2 separate regions of the Danio rerio genome follow, and region 2 is linked to region 1. The links are chromatin contacts, called in public Hi-C maps. All regions are on one chromosome and are shown on one strand. Each heading gives the region's core, a stretch centred on a gene start, on an enhancer-like site or on the middle of the called end of the contact. The rest is flanking DNA. Distances are from core to core; before and after follow the strand shown. Region 1 overlaps tedc2 (tubulin epsilon and delta complex 2). Region 2 has its middle 19 kb from the start of ccnf.

The links. A called contact is a pair of places that touch in the nucleus more often than the background predicts.
Region 2: a Hi-C map of an unstated tissue shows a contact between it and region 1, with 3 times the contacts expected there. The contact joins two enhancer-like sites. A contact is called at or near these places in 2 of 18 Hi-C or Micro-C datasets (caudal fin and an unstated tissue).

Annotation. Positions count from the first base shown.
Region 1 is chr3:10,991,687-10,998,882 of GRCz12tu, reverse strand. tedc2 (tubulin epsilon and delta complex 2) reads right to left here. Exons shown (of 10, transcript XM_073944170.1): 9 at 6,173-6,360; 10 at 2,292-3,184. The coding sequence ends at 3,044. Among named protein-coding and RNA genes, the nearest start is that of tedc2, 18 kb to the right of the region's middle. Within about 2 kb of position 3,037, at least 4 of the 62 cell types and tissues checked have an H3K27ac peak or open chromatin away from gene starts, as enhancers often do.
Region 2 is chr3:11,034,337-11,041,532 of GRCz12tu, reverse strand. No RefSeq gene overlaps it. Among named protein-coding and RNA genes, the nearest start is that of ccnf, 19 kb to the left of the region's middle. Within about 2 kb of position 3,277, at least 10 of the 62 cell types and tissues checked have an H3K27ac peak or open chromatin away from gene starts, as enhancers often do.

The DNA of each region.
Region 1 (7,196 bases), core at 1,788-4,287:
GGGTGACGAGATCTGTTTGACTACTGATGTTTGTCCTAATATCATGCTTTGTGTTCAGCAAAACAAAAATTGCTCATTTATTTTGCTTTGGGACAATCTTAGTGTGAGTAAATGAGGACAGAATTACATTTTTAGTTGTGATCTATCCATTTAAAATCAGTAATTGATTCCAATGTTTTTTACATATTTCATTAAGATGAATTAGTTCTAGCACGCCACCATCAGAAGGCAATACATAATCATTAGAGTCTCACGAGACTAATCCATTAAACCCAATATGATTTCCATTATAACCTACACTCACAGGCCACTTTATTAGGTACACATTACTAGAAATAAGGTACTGCAAAAATTATTTAGAGATTTTGGTCCATGCTGACATGATAGCATCATGCAGTTGCTGCAGATTTGTCGGCTGCTCATCTATGATGTGAATCTTCCGTTCCACCACATCCCAAAGGTGCTCTATTGGATTGAATTCCGGTGACTGTGGAGGCCATTTGAGTACAGTGAACCTATTGTCATGTTTAAGAAACCAGTCTGAGATGATTAATGATCGGCGCGTTATCTAGCTGGAAGTAGCCATCAGAAGATGGGTACACTGTAGTCACAAAGAGATGGACATGGTCAGCAACAATACTTAGGTAGACTGTGGCATTGACACCATGCTCAATTAGTGGTAATGGACCCAAATAGTGCCAAAAATATAACCCCCCCCCATTACACCACCACACCACCACCACCAGTCTGAACCGTTGATACAGGGCAAGATGGATCCATGCTTTCATGTTGTTGACACCAAATTCTGACCCTACCATCCGAATAGCGCAGAAAATCGAGACTCATCAGACCAGGCAATGTTTTTCCACACTTCTAATGTCCAATTTTGGTGAGCCTGTGCGAATAGCACCAACAACCATGCCACGTTCAGAGTCACTTAAATCGTCTTTCTCCTCCATTCGGCCAGAGTTGCTGCCATGTGATTGGCTGATTAGAAATTTGCATTAAAGAGCAGTTGGACAGGTGTACCTAATAAAGTGGCCAGTGAGTGTATAACGTAAAGTCCACATGACCCGAAAGTTGCTTTGACTTTTAGTTCAGTATGTTGATGTACTTCCAACTGAAACTGAATATTGAGCAGAAAGTGGGGCTTTCTTTTGCGCATCATTCTTTCATTGGAAACTCACTGCAAACTAACAATAAGAGTGGCGTGGTTAAGGAAATTAATATACAATTGCTATGGAAATTCTCAGGTTGACTGAGAATTTGCCACAGCGGAATGAACTTATCCAGCATATGTTTTACGCCAACTAATCCAGCATATGTTTTACGCCGACTTATCCAGCATATGTTTTACGCCGACTTATCCAGCATATGTTTTACGCCGACTTATCCAGCATATGTTTTACGTAGTGGATGCCCTTCCGGCTGCAACCCAACACCGGGAAACACCCATACACACTTGCATTCACACACATACACTATGGCCAATTTAGCTTATTAAACCCATGCAAACATGGGGAGAACATGTAAACTCCACACAGAAATGCCAACTGAACCAGCCAGGGTTCGAACCGGTGACCCTCTTGCTGTTACGCCGAGTTCAGACTGCATGATTTTCAAAGTAGTCGTGTCACTGATGTTTTCACACTGCATGACTATCTGGGCTAGCGTTTTGTCGCTGCTTTGTTTACACTGCAAATGGATCGGCAAAAGGGGCTTTCACATTGCATGACTTTACAATAGGAAGAATCACCGACAACATTGTCCAAACTACGTCCCACAGCCAAAAACATGAGGTATATCTTTTGTTATTAACTATATAACAAGAAAGAAGCCTGTAATGGGGTAGAAAATGTAAATATTTGCTAACCTGGGTTTGAATGGAATTAGCACTGTCTCCTCAACTTTCTTTTTTTACTTTCTGTATGAAACGTCAAACACACTAGTTTTTTCCTCCATTTCTTGGGTCCAAATAAACTGAAAATGAGAGCTTTTAACTTCTCCCCCAACCTCCCGCTGACCTGCAGGTACACACACAAGTGAATGCCGCTCTCTCATTGGCTGTAGGCGATCGCTGATGTTATATTCAGTCAAAACTCATTTCACACGGCATGATTTGAATCGCCGAAAGTTCCAGATATTAAGCACGCCAAATTTCTCACAGGCATCGGCGACTCATCGGCGATTCTCTCAGATCGTGTCTTTGATAGTTCATACTGTGTGATTGTCACTCACGTGCACAAGCACTGATTTGCCTGTGATTTCAGAAATTTGTCGCGATTTCTCAAAACTTGTCGGCGAGTCATAATCGGGGCTAAAATCATGCAGTCTAAAGTAGGCATTAGGCAATCGTGTTACCCATTGCGCCACCGTGACGCCAAAACAAATACAAAATTTGTATTATTATCATTATTTAATATGTATTAATTAGATTAAAAACATTCACCCTTTTGTGCAGTGGCTGATATTTAAATGCTTCTGTCGTGTGTCGTTGCTTTTGGTGCAAACAAACAAATCGCTTGTCGCTAGAATCTTGCATCGTGTCATGTTAGGATACAGTGTAAGAATAACAACGTAAGCTAGCAAAACTAACATTTCAAATTTAATTTCATGCGGACTTTAAAATAATTAGAAGTCTGTGATGTTTTTGTTGCTGTTGTTTAAGCAGGGATGTCATTAGTATTCAAAAGACGCCAGTGGTTTGGCAGGCTGAGTAATGAATTCATACAGGAAGAGCTCATCAGAAAGCCACATAAAGGCAGTAATAGAGGATAATGCTTGCTGGATGGAGGAGTGTGACACGAAACGAAATGAAATCCTCACTCACGGATCCTGAGAGACGTCAGCTGGAAGCTTTATTCGAGTTTGTGAACAGCAGCTGCAGTCGCTCGTGTGACCCATTAAAAGACAAACGCGCTCAGAGAACTTGTTTAGAGTTTTGGAGATGGTTTGGTGTCAGCTTGTAGATATACCTCCCTGCTGTGCTTCTTGGAATGCAGCGGATCAACCATGAAATACAGTCTTGTTTTTCGAGCAAGTCTCACTCTGAATCCAAAACCAGCAATGGGAACTGAATGCCTCCCTCCGCCAGAAGAGAGTACAGACCACGCAAAGCTACAGCGCTGGACCGTTCTCCACCAGGAGGGCAGTCCCAGAAACCCGCAAGGCTATCGGACATTGCCTGTAAACAGAAAACAATGCAGAATTTATTAAAGGGGATCTATTATGCCCCTTTTTACAAGATGTAAAATAAGTCTCTGATGTCCATACAGGTTATATGAGTAAATTCAGCTTAAAATACAACACAAATAAGGTTTTATAGCTGTTTGAAACTGCCCACTTTTAGGCTTTGGTCCTAGTTGTGGCACTTTGATGACTGTGGCTTTAAATACAAATGAGATTGTGCTCTTTTTCATAAGAGGGCGGAGCTATAAATGCCTATGTGTCTGCATAGTGGCAGATTCAAAAACAAGACTAACACCTTATGCTAATGAGGGAGGGATTGTTACTAGTGGGCGGGGCTTTTCTCCCTCTGATGACACCAAAGGAAAAATGTCAATCAAGGTGTTTCTGCAGACTGTTTTTATCAAGTGGGATTATAAAAAATACAATTTAACCTTCACCATTAGAGTTGGTTATATTCACAGACTTTTACCAAACAACTGTTTAAACCCCTTATAAAAGTCATTTTTTGCATAATAGGTCCCCTTTAATACACAGAAAATGAGTAAAACAAATTGCAATATTTTTAAAATGTTAAATATCATTTTATATTGATTTTTAAAAAAGGAGCCACTACTCTAATATTTAGTGTCATATGATGCTTTATAAATCATTATAATGTGCTGATTTGCTGCTGAATATAATCTAAATAAACTCACAGCGGTGCGATATGGCTTTATATCAGCACTGGTGGGAGGCGCGTGCCTATATATATGTGTGTGTGTGTGTGTCTATATATATATATATATAACAAAAATAATAACGGCAAGAATCTACATTTTGGAGAAATATAAATTCAATAGAAAAAGAAAGCAAATATATATATATATATATATATATATATATATATATATATATATATATATATATATATATATATATATATATATATATATATATATATATATATATGTGTGTGTTTTTTAAATAATAATAATAATAATTTAAATAATAATAATAATAATAATATATTTTTAGAATTTTTATATTCTAAAAATATAATAACTAATATTCTTTATATAAATATTTGATATTGGCCACAAAATTGAAGTTACTTTTTTTATTTTATCATGTTTAGCAGTTTAATAGTCACCTAACTAATATTTAATAGGTTTATACTTATACTTCTATGTCAGGACAGATTCATACACCACCACTAGATGGCACCACTAACTCGGTTAGTTCTCTTATGTCCATAGAATATAATTTTTCCTGTAACTTAGTAGACTCTTTATTCCACGTGATTAATAAGCTACTAATTAGCCGACATATCGAACTAAGAAAAAATACTAAGTCCAGTTGAAATGAGCAGCCTAAAATACTTTAACATTCCCCCCTGAAAAGATAGGCCACATTGCTAAGAGTTTACCACTTTCACTTTCCTTCGGCTTAGTCCCTGCTTTTTCATTCATTCATTCATTCATTCATTCATTCATTCATTCATTCATTCATTCGTTCATTCATTTTCTTTTCGGCTTAGTCCCTTTATTAATCCGAGGTCGCCACAGCGGAATGAACCGCCAACTTATCCAGCACTTTTTTATGCAGCGGATGCCCTTCCAGCAACCCATCTCTGGGAAACATCCACATACACACACACACACACTTATTCACACTCATACACTACCCAATTCACCTGTACCGCATGTCTTTGGACTGTGAGAGAAACTGGAGCACCCAGAGGAAACCCACGCGAACGCAGGTTGAACATGCAAACTCAACACAGAAACGCCAACTGAGCCGAGGTTCGAATCAGCGACCTTCTTGCTGTGAGGCGACAGCACTACCTACTGCGCCACTGCATTGACCATCCCTACTTTTTGATAGTTTAAATTAATGCTAAATATACTTTTATATACATTTGTAATATAATCTAAACTTAAGACACTTTCAGGTATTACATTTAATAAATTAAGACATAAGAACAGATTACTTGCTGAGGATAATAACAAATGCAAAGGTGAGAGTTGAAAAAAAAAGCACAGACAAATTGCAAAGGTCACCTCATTGAGCTTAGAAAATATGAAAATCTGTATTTATATAGAAGAATCACATCCCAGAAAACCTCAGGACAATCTCCTTAAAACTATTTAAGCTCTTGCTTCCAGAAGTTGTGAAAAATGTGTTCCTGTTTTAAATTGTGTGTGCATTCACTGTTAGTGGCACGCAACACTGTCATGCTAGACAATTATGAAAGATAACTTTACAAATGTATTCTGCTCAGATATTTTTTAAATATATATTAGAGATGGAAACACGAGAAATCTGTTGATCTGAGAAATCTTGAAATAAAAAGCTGCATAAAATCCTTTTACAAGACCTGGCATCAAGTTTTAGATTATACCAGCGGCTTACCGTGATATCAGCTCAATTACACTGTAAACTACTGGAAAGAGGGAATATTGACTCCTTGAAGGGATCTTTTTTACTCTTATTTACTTTTTTATAACCTTGCTTTTTTATTATTTTGCATTGTTGTTTTTTTCTCTTTTTTTTAAATATATGTTTGTTTTTAATAAATACATTTAATTTTAGTTTATTTTGAGGGGACAGTAGGAAAATAAGAAAACCAAGACGGTCTGTGATTTTTCTTGTTCTGTATTTTGTACTACCACGTATGGCCTAGTTAAATACCAATAAAAAATGTGTAAAATAAAAAAATATATATATTTGAGATGGATAAACAAAACAAATGATTCGACTCAATTGAGCACATGTTTTTAAAATGCATGTTGGAATAAAAAAAATAAAAATGATGGATGGAACCAAAGCTAATTGCTAGTTAAGCTTTTTAAACTAGTTGCTTAAGACACCTTGTTTAGTCCAAATGTAGGGGAAAAATGTATTTCTTGAATATAATGGTGCAGATTTAAGTGTTAAGTCTATGCAAAGGAATGATAGACAAACTATTCCAAAATGTACATAAAACAATGGATGTTACTGAAACCTGCTGTAGATGAAGGGCCTGCTGAAGTTGCTCTACTCTAAGCTTTTGTCTCTCCAGTTCTCTTAGTTCCTCCTCACTGGTGTAGGACAGGACTGGCGGCAGGACGGATCCATCACGGTCAACCCATTCACCTCTCCTGCGAACAGGACACAGACACCTGGAGCTCCACTTATCCCACCTCTCCCAATCTGAGGAACACAAGGGGTTTCTGTATTACTGCATTTGAAATATCCAGTTTATCAAGCCATATAATCCAACCTGAAGTAAACTGCAAAAAAAAATAGAAATGTCTTAAAGGATACATCATGAAAGAGATTTAAGTGATATAATTGGGTCTCTGGTGGATTTTTTTTTAGATAACATGAAAAAGGAAAGCCAGAAGCTTCGTTTTGATAAGCATTATCTGCATACATGAGGAAAAATGTTTATCGTGCGCAGATTTCGCTCTTCTACATAAGAAGGGGCTCTTATTATATATTTCTGGCCCATATTCTACATGTTTTCACCCACAGCACAAAAGCATCAGTTTTACATTTACATGTCCCGCTTTAGCAACTGAAATTTTATTAAATCTGGAGTAGAAAATCTAGCTTTACATTTATTCTGTTGTCAGCTCGCTAATGAACTAATGAACATTATAAACACCGATGAAGATAAAAATCTCCATAGACTTTCAAAATCCAGCCACTGAGAACATTGTTGTTGAATTTCATTTTTTAAGGTACTGTAAATGTGCCAAAGATCCAAGATCCTACCCAAATTTTAGGAACAACATTTACTAATGTGACTTCTAGTTAATCATTTTGTATCAGAAGTGGCCTATATGAAAGGCAAATGCCTCTAGATTACACTTATTTGACCACAATTAAATATGATCATGCCTTGATTTTTAATGATTTAGCTAGGACAATAAGGTCTGACATTGATTAGGCAAAACTCTTGTCAATGAAGAGAAATAATGTACAGTATAGAATATAAAGTCTTGGTGCAGTGAAACAGAATGAATATTGTGTATGACTCCCAT
Region 2 (7,196 bases), core at 2,028-4,527, 42 kb before region 1:
TGTTGTTGCAGGTTTAGGGACAGACATGTCAAGTGTTCAGGTGATAAAAGCAAGAGCCGTCAAAACACTCTTTCTGCATGTGCTTATTCAGTCCTATTAGCGTGTTCACTCATTGCTTTTCCTTCGGCTTAGTCCCTTAATTATTAGAGGTCACCACAGGGGAATGAACCACCAACTATTCCAGCATATGTTTTATGCAGTGAATGCCCTTCCAGCTGCAACCCAGTACTGGGAAACACCCATACACTCTCACATTCACACACTATGACCTATTTAGTTTATTCAATTCACCTATAGCGAATGTCGTTGGACTTGTGGGGGAAACCGGAGCACCCGGAGGAAACCCACGCCAACACGGGGAGAACATGCAAACTCCACACAGAAATGTCAACTGACTTGGCTGGGATGCAAACCTTCCTGCTGTGAGGCGACAGTGCTAACCACTGAGCCACCATGTTGCCCTATCTGAAGAGTATCTATTAAAAAATAAAGTAATTTTAAATGTAATGATTTGGAAAAAACAAAACTACATTTAAAATTCAAATGACAAAAAAACATTTATATATATATTTATATAGAAATGGCCCAGGAACACCCTAGCAACCACATACAGAACCATAGCAACTAAACTAAGCATTTTAATTGCATATAAACACCCTAGAAATACTCTAATTTTTGGCTAAAGTCTAGATGGGATACAGCTGCAGATACTCACATCAATAAAGCATCATTTCTGTAACACTGTACAACAATAAGTAATATTTTTACATTACTGTAATGGTTGGATTTAGGGTTGGGGTAGGGATAGATGTTAATAAAATACAATTTAATAGGTAATTTCATAAACAACATGAGTAATACTCAGTATAATTACTGTTTTTAGATTACTGTGATAGTTGGGTTCAGGGGGGTCAGTGTTGCCAGATTGGGCGGTTTTGAATTTGTTTTTGCTTGTAAAAAAAATGACATAGGCGGGTAGTGAATATTTGAGCGGTTTTGCAAAGGCAAAAGCCCCGGTCTTCACTTATAAACCTGTTATGATCTCCCAAAGAGATGCCATAACCCTGTTCTTCACATACTGTACAAATGCTTACAACAGTTGAGATCTCCCAATAAGAAAACACTCCCTCCTCAGCCTCTCAACTGGTTATTATAGCCTACATATTGTTGGGCTGTGCCTTTTATTTTTCAGTGGTTAGTTTCTGGGCTGGTATCAGTCAGCTACATCTGCCAAAACACTGATTGGGGTAGGGATAGACGTTAATAAAATACAATTTAATGGGTAATTTCATAAATAATATGAGTGATACTCAGTATAATTACTGCTTTTAGATTACTGTGATGGTTGAGTTCAGGATTGGGGTAGGCCTAGACGTTAATAAAATACAATTTGATGGGTAATTTCATAAATAACATGAGTAATACTCAGTATAATTACTGCTTTTACATTACTGTAATGGTTGGGTTTAGGATTGGAGTAGGGGTAGATGTTAAAAAATACAATTAATGCATAATTTAATAAATAATACAAATATTTCTTGTTAACTTCCAGCTGCAGCTGGAAGCACAAACCTAAATACTACTGTTCTATAAAAGAGAATATATTTATAGATCAATGCTAAATACTGCTTACCATCACCTTGGTAACCAGCTGCAACACACTCTGATGACAGAAACTCACATAATAATCCTGAATTCAGAAAAAAAAAGTCAAATGATTCATAGTAAAAACAAGTTAACATTTCTAGATATTAAAACAAAAAGGCCACTTATTTGCTCTAGTTGCCCAATAAATATTGAACTAATATATTAGTCAGTTTCATGTATAGAAATGTTAAATAAAGAAATGTTAAATATATGCACAGTAAAAGTCAGAATTATTAGCCCCCCTGTTTTTTTTCTGCCTAACAGAGAGAAGATTTCTGATAATGTCTGATAATATTTTTTCTTCTAGAGAAAGTCTTATTTGTTTTATTTCGGCTAGAATAAAAGCTTTTTTTTTAATTTTTTGAACATCATTTTAAGGTCAAAATTATTAGCCCCTTTAAGTTATACATTTTTTCGATAGTCTACAGAACAAACCATCGTTATACAATAACTTGCCTAATTACCCAAACCTGCCTAGTTAACCTAATTAAACCTATAAATGTCACTTTAAGCTGTATAGAAGTGTCTTGAAAAATATCTAGTCAAATATTATTTACTGTCATCATGGCAAAGATAAAATGAATCAGTTATTAGAGATGAGTTATTAAAACTATTATGTTTAGAAATGTGTTGAAAAAATATTTTCCGTTCAGAAATTGGCGAAAAAATAAACAGGGGAGCTAATAATTCTGACTTCAACTGTGTGTATGTGTCTCATTTTACTTTTATTAGTAATGATAACAATACAAATCAGTCACACTTTACTTTATTGTATTATTAACACTTATTCACACTATTAACAAACCATTAATAAACCAGAACTTTTTTTAAAATGAGCTGAAATAACACAAATCTTGAGTTTTTTTTAAAGGAACAACTCAATCATTTTAAGTTCAATCCACCAAAATTTGTGAAAACTTATGACAAAACTTAATTCCTTCACATTGTCCTAACACAAATCGATTGTGTGGAACCCGGCAGCTTTCACACTGTAGTAGTTGGGTTTAGGTTTTGGATTAGGGATGTAGAATAAGCTCTTACTTTCTAAGTGTTAATAAACAGTTAATATCCTAATAACAATCATGGTCGGTGCTTTTGAAAACACTATTGGTTGGGTTTAGGGAAGAAGGAGGGTTGGTCAGTCAGTCAATCAACAGCGGCCTCTGGTAGATTTACGCGAGAACAGCAGGCAAGAATGGCACTAGCAAGAGTCATTTGAGATCTCTAAAATGATCCACAACTCTAGTGAATTAGCAAAAACTGCAAAATAACGTAGCTCCTGGGACGTATTTGGCACTCTCCACAAATGTATATAGTGGTACGCTTTCAAAATGAGCCTGGGTTGAATAGGTACTAGTGTGAATTGTTCCACTCTAAAATAGCTGGAGTGTTAAACTAAAGTGTTTCCTTAAAATCTTAAGGCAATACTCCCAAAACGATTTTATTTTTGTAGAAAAAGAGGAGCTTTTATCACTACTCAATTAACAGGTTACAGTGGAGCGAAACGTGCCCTATTTTTAAAAGCCGCCCTCTTTTCTCAGCGCTGGGAGAGGAAGCAGTTGTGCTGAAGAAGGCAGGAAAGGGAGCCGCTGTAATTGATCGGAGAGTTCAGCGTCCAGCCGTGCTCAAGACTGGGCGGATCGCAGAGGGAAAAACGCTTCACTGCCAGCATTCCTGTAATCTAGCCTGACCATCACTCGCCTCCTGTGGCCTTTTCCCCTTTTCCCTAAATCAACCTGTTTCCTGCTCCAGCATTCACACGCTAGCTGGAGCTCGGGAAGGCCCGGGACGCTCCGTTTGGGAGCAATTACCTGTGGCTTGGTAAAGTGCTAGAGTCCATTTGGGAAGTGGAAAAGCGAGAGGATGCAGTAAGAAAGAGACTCGGGTTGGTAATGGATTTCTCACGCGGTAGAGATGATAACAGCACTGTATCGATCCTGAGGAAAGTGCTTTTGTAATGTCTGATTAATAAATGTAGGGGGAAAAAAAGTATTGTGGATCCGATTACTTATGTCATGTACTTTTCAAACAGTATTGCAAATGCAGGAGTGAGACTGGAAAAGTTAAAGTGAACATATAATATATACAGCGGGGAAAATAAGTATTCCTAAAATTGCTGATGACTTGACGTTTTCCTTGGATGTTTGTAACAACTAAAGAAATCCATATTTGCACAAAGAAAACAAATCTAATTAGTTTACAAATGAAGTTATGTGTAATAACATGAAATGACACAGGGAAAAAGGGTTGAACACATGAAGAAAGGGAGGCGTGGAAAGACATGGAAAGCCCAGACAGCAGCTGAAATTTCTCAGTAGTTCTTCAGCATCTTCTGCCTTTCGTTAGTGTAAATGAATGTGAGCTGCTTCAGTCCAACATCTACATTAGCAGGAGGATGAAGATGAAACCAGAATGAACATTTCAGCAAGACAATAGCTTTGTTTCCATCCACCTATTTTATGCGCATTTTCATTTTGCAAATGCGCATAAACAACTTATGCGCCTAACTGGGTAGGATAAACTTTTTATTCGATAAGAAAAGATGCGTATAAACTGCGATGGACACACTTTTACCGCACAAACTCCAGCATGCGCATTAAAAAAGGTCATGTGATTTTGTTAAGAGATCATGTGATGCTTAAAATGTGTGTGAATGGACAAAACGTCAGGCTGAGCACTTTATAAAACATCTGAAGTGTTGTTTTGGTCATTTTGAAACACCTTACCATTTCAGTTATTATATTATTAATGACCTCCAGAATCAAGAGCGCCTGTGCTTTGCGTCTGACACCTTCAACCGCCACTGCGCGCTCACTGCTTGTCAGGATTGTCTTCTGAGGCGGATTCATTTAGAAAAGATTGATGCAGCTTCTCCTACTGCAGCAAATGCAGTTTTTACTGTTGATATTTGGCGCCAGTTAATCAGGAAGTGACGATTTTGTTCGCTTTGACTAGTCGGATGGAAAAGATGCTTCATTCGCACAACTTTTATGCGATAATCCAGCTTTGCGCATAAAGTTTATTCGCATTTTTGGATGGAAACATAGCTATTAATGCAAAACACAGCCAAGAAAACTCTTAAATGTTTTCAGAGAAAGAAAATCAAGCTGTAGAATGGCCCAGCCAATCACCTGACCTGAATCCAATAGAAAATAGAAAATTAAAGATTTGATAGATGAATTCTTGCTGATTTCTTATATTATATATATATATATATATATTTTTTTTTGTATGTTTGTCGCACTTTAATGTTTCAGATCATCAAACTAATTTAAATATTAGTTAAAGATAACAAGTAAACACATCATGCAGTTCTTAAATAAACATTTTCTTTTATAATTATTATTAGGGGAAAACGAAATACAAAACTACATACGTAGTATTGTGTGAAAAAGTGTTTGCCCCCTGAACCTTCCTTTAGCAAGAACTGCAGTCAAGCATTTTCAATTACTTGCAATGAGTCTGTTACAGCGCTGCGGAGAAAATATGGTGGTTGGGTTTTGGAGCATGAACCGCCTTTTTGAGGTCATGCCACAGCATCTCAATTGGATTCAGGTCAAGACTCATTCTAGGCTCATTCTAAAAAACGTACCGCTATATACATTTCTGGAGAGCGCCAAATACATCTGAGCTACGTTTTTTTTTTTTTTTTTTTTCAGTTTTTGTTTTTGCAAATCTACCAGAGGCAGATGTGTACACTTTTTCAGATCTCAAATTTCCCTCACGAGTGCCACCCAACAAATAGTGTTTTCAAAAGCACAGATTGATCCGATCACCCACTTCCCCAAATCCAACCGCAGTGTTTTATTAAGCAATCCAGAAAAAGAGAAGCCCTCTCCTGATTTTTTACCACGTTTTAAAATTTTACCACATTCTCACCCTGTTATTTACTTGATTTTTTTATTTTTTGGCTTCTATTTTTGTCTTACCCGCCTTCTGGAACCGGTCTTTGCCAGACTTGAACCCTGTCATCTTGGTCAACTCCTCTCTGCGTTTCAAGTATGTCGATGTAAATGGCGAGCTACTGGATAAACTGGTACCATCGGGAAAGCCGCCCATACGGAGGTAAGCAGTCAGCAGGTAAGCGAGAAAAGGAAGAGTGTCATACCGCCCCGTAGCATTTGTTTTGAAAACGAAATGCAGCCATACATACTTCTGGCTAAATAATTCTCAGTCTCCAAAAATACATATAGGGCTACGTTTTCAGAATGAGCCTATCTTGGGACGTTGACTAGGCCACTCCAAAGTCTTTATTTAGTTTTTCTTCAGTAATTCAGAAGTGGACTTGCTGGGGTGCTTTGGATCCTTGTCCAGAATCTCAATCGGATTAAGTTCAGGACGTTGACTAGGCCACTCCAAAGTCTTTATTTTGTTTTTCTTCAGCTATTCAGAAGTGGACTTGCTGGTGTGCTTTGGATCCTTGTCTAGAATCTCAATTGGATTGAGCTCAGGACGTTGACTAGGCCACTCCAAAGTCTTCATTTTGTTTTTCTTCAGCCACTAAGAAGTAGACTTGCTGGTGTGCTTTGGACCTGCTGCAAAACCCAAGTTCGCTTAAGCTTGAGGTCACTAGCAGATGTCCAGACATTCTCCTTCAGGACATGTTGGTGCACAGCAGAATTCATGCTTTCATTTATCGCAGCAAATCCTCCAGGTCCTGGAGCAGCAAAAAAGCCCCAGACTATCACATTACTACCACCAGCACACTTAAGTGTTGGTATAATCTTATTTTTCTGAAATGTGATGTCTTTCTTTTAGCCCCTCAAGCTTGTCATCACAAAAAAATATCTAACAGCAGATCTTTGGTGGTTAGAACTGAAGGATTTCTCATGTGAAAACACACGCAGCACACTCGTGTGTCCAGTAGATGGAGTCTCTGACTGAAACCCCCTTCAGCTGACAGCAGGGATTATTCGCTACATGCTTTTGGATTTACAAATCGAGATTGTTTTTCCATTGGCCGTGGCTGTGACGTCCAAGTCACTTATCTCAGATTTAACACTTGGCCTGCAAAAAAACAGGCAGCCCATAGGAGTTGAACGCAAGAGCGGTTCATTCAGGTTGATAAAACATCATCTATTCTGCTAGTTTCAAACATTTCGAGCTGTGGAGGTATCAAAAGCGTCAGTGTTTGTTTCCTGTTCGCAAGCCTGTGGCCAAACAAAATCACGTTCAAAGCTCAAACTTCATTACGTTTTTTTTTTGGAGATGTGCACACATGCAGAGAGAAAGAGAGAAGCAGCATTACAGAGAGAATCCCTGTGACTCATTCTGTCTCTCTCTATTTTTTTTTTCTCTCTCTGAAGATATTTATAGATCTGCCTGCAGGGCTAGAGTTAGCCATATAGATCAACCAGAAACAAAAGCCGAGGGGAGAAGCTATTACATTTTTACACACAAACACCCCTCAGGGCTCAACACGATATAGATATGCCGCATCCACAGTTGAAGTTAAAATTATTAGCCCACCTGAATTATTAGCCCTCCTAAATTTTTGCCCTCCTGAATATTTTTTTCTCCAATTTCTGTTTACCGGAGAGAACACATTT